Regions from separate parts of the Mus musculus genome. Here region 1 is linked to region 2. The links are chromatin contacts, called in public Micro-C maps. All regions are on one chromosome and are shown on one strand. The core of a region is the stretch at or near the end of the contact, and the rest is flanking DNA. Distances in the headings are between cores, read along the strand shown. Region 1 holds the start of Aqp6 (aquaporin 6). Region 2 holds the start of Pou6f1 (POU domain, class 6, transcription factor 1).

The links. A called contact is a pair of places that touch in the nucleus more often than the background predicts.
Region 1: a contact with region 2 is called in a Micro-C map of embryonic stem cells, with 1.8 times the contacts expected there. The contact joins the promoter of Aqp6 here to the promoter of Pou6f1 in region 2. A contact is called at or near these places in 1 of 39 promoter capture datasets (hippocampal neurons) and 1 of 484 Hi-C or Micro-C datasets (embryonic stem cells).

Annotation. Positions count from the first base shown.
Region 1 is chr15:99,599,769-99,602,468 of GRCm38.p6, forward strand. It overlaps Aqp6 (aquaporin 6), which reads left to right and starts at 1,432. Exons shown (of 5, transcript NM_175087.5): 1 at 1,432-2,032. The coding sequence starts at 1,640. It overlaps Gm34765 (a long non-coding RNA gene), which reads right to left and starts at 1,774. Exons shown (of 5, transcript XR_875660.2): 1 at 1,670-1,774.
Region 2 is chr15:100,598,687-100,601,386 of GRCm38.p6, forward strand. Pou6f1 (POU domain, class 6, transcription factor 1) reads right to left here and starts at 1,298. Exons shown (of 11, transcript NM_001304965.1): 1 at 1,077-1,298.

The sequences.
Region 1 (2,700 bases), core at 182-2,681, 1.0 Mb before region 2:
TCGTAGGCAGTCTCTGTGCAGGACACTATATATAGAACAAAATGTGATTCCTCCCCCTGAGGGCTGATCACCTTGTTTGGGAGACATAGTAACACCGTGGCAGGAGTGTGCTGACTTGTACATGGAAAGGCTTTAGGTATGGCGGCAACACACAGAGATGGCCTTAGGACAGAGCAGGTGGCGCTGGAAGCTGTCCTCCAGGATGGGTTAAGAGGTTCAGGCGAAGAGTACAGAAGGCTCTCCATGAAGGGGTGGGGGTGGGGGTGGAGATGGCAGGATGTTCATCCCAGGATGCCAGGGGACAAAGGAAGAAGGACGAGGGAGGCAGGAGGAATGGGGCCCCACAGGACCTTGTCATTCTGGCTTAGACCTCCAAAGAGGGTGGCAGAGACTGCAGCAGGACAGCAGCCGGCTGAGCACTGCTTTAAAAAACAAAACAAAACAAAGCATCATTCAGACCGCAGTGTGGAGGACTGAGGAGGGCAAAGTGAGGGCGGACCGGCTAAAGGCTGCACGGTGAGGAGGAGAGCCCAGCCGGGACCACTCGGGATTCAAAACTAGCAGAGTTCGATGCCTTCCTCTGGAAAGGGGTCAAAGACACTTCTTGGGTGCCACCAACTGCGCTGGAGAGAAGTGTGGGAGACAGGGAGGGTGGCATTTGGGGACAGACTCTGTTTGAGGAGCCTGCAGTTAACCAGGTGCAGCCAGGGTTAGGGCAGGATGCAGGTATTGCTTGGGCAGCTCCACAGAGGGAACACCTCTGTTTGAGAAATCTGATGCTACTGGGGAAGAGGCACGGTGACACTTTAGGATGACATAGCTATATAAGTAGATAACCCATCTGATGTAATAAATCATGGGGGTGGGGGGCTCTGAGAACAAGGTCCCGAAGGGAGGCAGAGAGGCAGGAAGTGAGGGAAAAAGCACAGGGGATCCCCCACCGGCGGACAGCAGAACTGTTCGGGCCACATGCAGCAGCTATCATGGTTTGAGCATCCGTGTGGTGAACCCCAGCTCCTTTCCACACCACCAGGACCACATCCTCAATCAAGTTGATTGCCCGTGCCTGAGACCTGGATGCCATGTTTTACGGGGGAATGGTGGAAAGAACTTAATTTCGCACCTGGGCTTATGGGGCACAGAATACACCCCACCATTTAAGAAGAAGAGACTAGGCAATTAGCACACAGGCACCCCTGCAGCAGGCCTTGGATGTGGGTTTCTCCATGATCTTGCTGGTCTCTAAGCTGACATTAGGGATCTGACTTCCACTCCCCAAGTCCCCAAGTCCCAGGCTAGACTTCTTTTGGCAGCCAGTCCCGGGAGGTTCCAGCTCAGTGCCCAGTGTTCCTCCTTACTGGCCTGGCCCCCTCCTGTCAGGTGAGCCCCGAGCTGGAACAGACACGTGAGCACTCTGAACCTCCCACCCCCAGACACGCACAATGCCATCAGCTGGCTCCCCATGAATCTGAGCAGCTTGTTTCTAAGGCCAGCAGTGTGCTGGGGGCACCTTAGCTGGCTGGGGAAGCTGCCACAGAAAGGGAGGCCAGGAGAGCTGGGGAGGGGTCAAGAGACCTGAGGGAACAGAACGAATCAGGGAGAAGAGGCAGCAGACCTGAAGGCAAGCAGGTGACAAGACATGGAGCCAGGGCTGTGTAGCAGGGCTTACCTTCTGGTTGGCGGGCTTTGGACCGCCATCAGCAAGGCGCTTTTTGCTGAGTTCCTGGCCACGGGGCTGTACGTTTTCTTTGGTGTGGGCTCTGTTCTGCCCTGGCCTGTGGCGCTTCCCTCTGTGCTCCAGATCGCCATCACCTTCAATCTGGCCACAGCCACAGCCGTGCAGATCTCCTGGAAGACCAGCGGGGCCCACGCCAACCCTGCTGTGACCCTGGCCTACCTCGTGGGATCCCATATCTCTCTGCCTCGGGCTATGGCCTATATCGCTGCGCAGCTGGCTGGGGCCACAGCTGGGGCTGCTCTTCTTTACGGGGTAACTCCAGGAGGTATTCGAGAGACCCTTGGGGTCAACGTGGTAGGTGCAAAGAGGCCCAGTCATGTGGCAGATGATAGGGCACCTGAGGGAGTCAGATGGTCACGGTGGGAGGCCAGACAGGAGGAAACAATGTAGCTATTCTGAGCTGCCCCGGGTTCCTCTCCCATTTAAGCATTCACCTAGGCCAGACAGAAATGGCAACATGGTGTGATAAACAGATGGGACACCGAGACAATACGAAGGGGAGGGAATCAGGGGCAGCTAAGAGCTGTCAGCGAGGAGCCAAGCTGGGCTTGAGAGGGAGAGGGAGAGGGAGAGGGAGAGGGAGAGGGAGAGGGAGAGGGAGAGGGAGAGGGAGAGGAGAGAGAGAGAAGGAGAGGGAGAGGGAGAGGGAGAGGGAGAGGGAGAGGGAGAGGGAGAGGGAGAGGGAGAGGGAGAGCCCTACCTAACTGGCCTTGTACTCTCTCTGTGTATCCTGCTGGTTTCTCTGTTTCCGAGGCCTGCTTCACTCCTCTCATCATCTTTGCTCCATCTGCTTCCACCTCTACCCGCAGCCCCTCCATTCTTCCCTCAAGCTTTTTCATCACTCCTTAACTTCTGAGGCACCGTTGAACCGCGGGCCTCACTCAATGGGAGAGTGGGAGACGTGTCAGGCACTTGCACGGGGAGCAGGCATCCGGATGCAATGCGAGCCGGCTGCACAGACC
Region 2 (2,700 bases), core at 48-2,547:
TTTTTTGTTTTTTTCCGAGTTTGTTTGTCTTGCTCCTTCCAGGACAGGTGGGGCTTTGTCTGAGTGCGGCTCTCGCACACTGATTTTTTTTTATTGAAGTACCATAGAAGGAATGAATGTGATTCTGCTTTACATATGTAAAGAGGCCCCCGAGTCACAGAAATATCCTGCTCACAAACTTCAATCAAAACGGAATACACGCCCAGCATGCCGGTTTGCAGTGTTGACTGTCGTAGATTACCAAAGCGACGGGTATATATGCATGGAACTGGGGGCCCCGCCTTCTATTTTGTGAGCAAGGAATGCCAGGGAGCCAACAGGCTACAGTCTCTGTGTCTGCTAGGAGCTTCCTGTCTTTGGCCTAGGGAAGCTTTTGAGCAGGCTTTCATTTTCTCCTGCCCAGCTGCAGCGACTACTCTGTAAAGGTTTCAGGCTTCCCACCCAAGCCCGAGGAGGCGATCTTAGCGCTGAAGTGGCTTAGAAGCCACTCTGGAGATCCCTCAGCCTTGCCAGGTGCAAATGTCCCGGGAGGAGATAGTGGGCCCGTTTTATGACATTATTAATACTAATACTGTCATTAAATATTTATGAAGTGCTCACGCTCTGATCGACGGTGACCCTCCCACCATTCCCCCATCCTTCCAGTGACAGCGAGGTCTCTGCCCCCCAGAGTCCCACCAGCCCTTTCTCCGGAGTAGCGGTGACAGGTCGCCAGGGAACCCAAGCGTCCCGGGATCCAGGACTCTACGTGCCTCTCCCCGACACCCCGCCCCCCACCAGGGCAGGGCGTCCACCCAAGCGGCCGCCCCTCCTCGAGTGTCCGCGGGGACCGGAGACCAGGGTGCGGCCCGGGGTCTGCGGCCCCAGGTGGGCAGAGCGCGGCCCTCGACTCCCAGAGCTCCAGCCTCCGGGGCCGCAGCCCGCCGCCCCGGCCCCGCGCCTTTTTCTCTCTTTATCATAAATATATAAATTATGCTAATTACGGGCATTGCATATTAACCAAATTCGAAACCTCCCCTGCCCGGCCCCCTCCCCCTCCGTGCAAAGCCCTCCCCGCCCCGGACCCCGCTACTCACCGGAGCCCGAAGCCCAGCCTCCCGCTCCCCGGCTGCCCAGCGGCCACCGGCTAGACACTCATCCCCCAGCCCGGGCCAGGGGGCCGCGGCCGGGGCGGCCGCCCGCAGACAAAGAAGCCGGAGCGGCTCGGCCCGGCTCGCTCGGCCCGGAGCCACTCGGGACCCGCCGCCCCCTGAGCCCCCCGCCGGGGCTGGCAGAGCGGAGCGGCGGTGGGTTGCGGGCCACGCACGGGCCGGGACGCCGGGGGCGGGGGCGGCCAGGTGCAGTCCCCTCCTCGCCCCCTCCTCCCTCCCCCCCTTTCCCTCCTTCTGCTACTTGGATTTTTTTAGCTGCTGCGTCATGAGCATAATTTATGCAAAGCGCTTTGCCGCATGCTGCACCTCCCGCGCCAGCCGCCGGGGGCGGCGGTCAGGAAAAGGAGGGGGGGTCTGGGAAGCTGCGAGCTGCGCGTGGGGGTGGGTAGGAACCCCAGGCCTCGCGGGGACTGGGACCCAGGGCCTGTGGGGCCGCTTGACTCAGCCCCCTTGGAGAGCAGGACTGGAGTCTCGATAGGGGACCCCGTGTCGCCTTCCCTTCAGCCGAGGATTGAGCAGTGACAACCGTGACTCTCTGGTGGTCAACTGCCCTTCTCAACGGCCAACCTCAAGTTCACGTCTGTCCTCTAGGCCGTAAAGGAGAGGGAACTCGGACGTCACTAAGGCTCAGGGTCTCCGGAGCAGCTGTGCACATCCCAGAGGGACCAGGGTCCCGGACGCTCTGCTGAGCTAGCTCGCTTTCCCACCTTCAGGAGGGGCGGGGTCCCACCTGCAGCCTGCGGGCTAGTCAAGCAGCACACGAAGGTGTGAAAAGAAAGGCAAAGTTTGACGCGATGGAGAAAAACAAGCCACTGTTTTGGGGACCGTGATGGTGGGGAGGGTTTGTTATATCTACTGACTTTTGAAGGTAGAGGGAGACTCAGAGGCCGATTAGGGGCCAGGGGAACGAAGGTTTGGGACATAATGGACAAAAGAAGGAAGACCAGGAGAGCGAGAAAGAATGAAGGGAGTCACCAGAGAAGAGCGTTATCAACGCAGCCAAGTGGATTCCCAACAGTGTTTCCCTCTTCGCCCTCACCCCACACCCGTGCTTCCGTGGTCTAGGATGATCTCGGTAGGCCGTGCAGAAGCAGCAATAGGAGAAATGATGAACTGTAGAGCCCTTGCCAGACAGTCCCTTAAACGTCTCCAGTGGAAGCACACACTCAGGAGGAGAGGGGAGCAGCATCGGCTGGGTTTGACCAACAGGTACACTCCAGGCTGCCTGCATCATGCTGGCTACTGGTGCCGCAGAGCTGGGCTGTCCGCTGTTTTCCTGGGGCCATGGAGGAGGCACTGCGGGTGAGACTAACTAAAGGGTCAAGAACCAGAAAGCTTGGGGTTTTATCCCAGCGCGTCCATCCATTTGCGGTCTAGGCAAACGATACAGTTTAGTTTTACAAACAGAGGTAGCCTGAGCCGGGCACCGTCCCACCTGTAGGACCGGCTGCTGGAGAGGCAGCAAACCGAATGAACCTGTGAATTAGGATGCAGCCTGAACAACAAAGTCTCTCTCTCTCTCTCTCTCTCTCTCTCTCTCTCTCTCTCT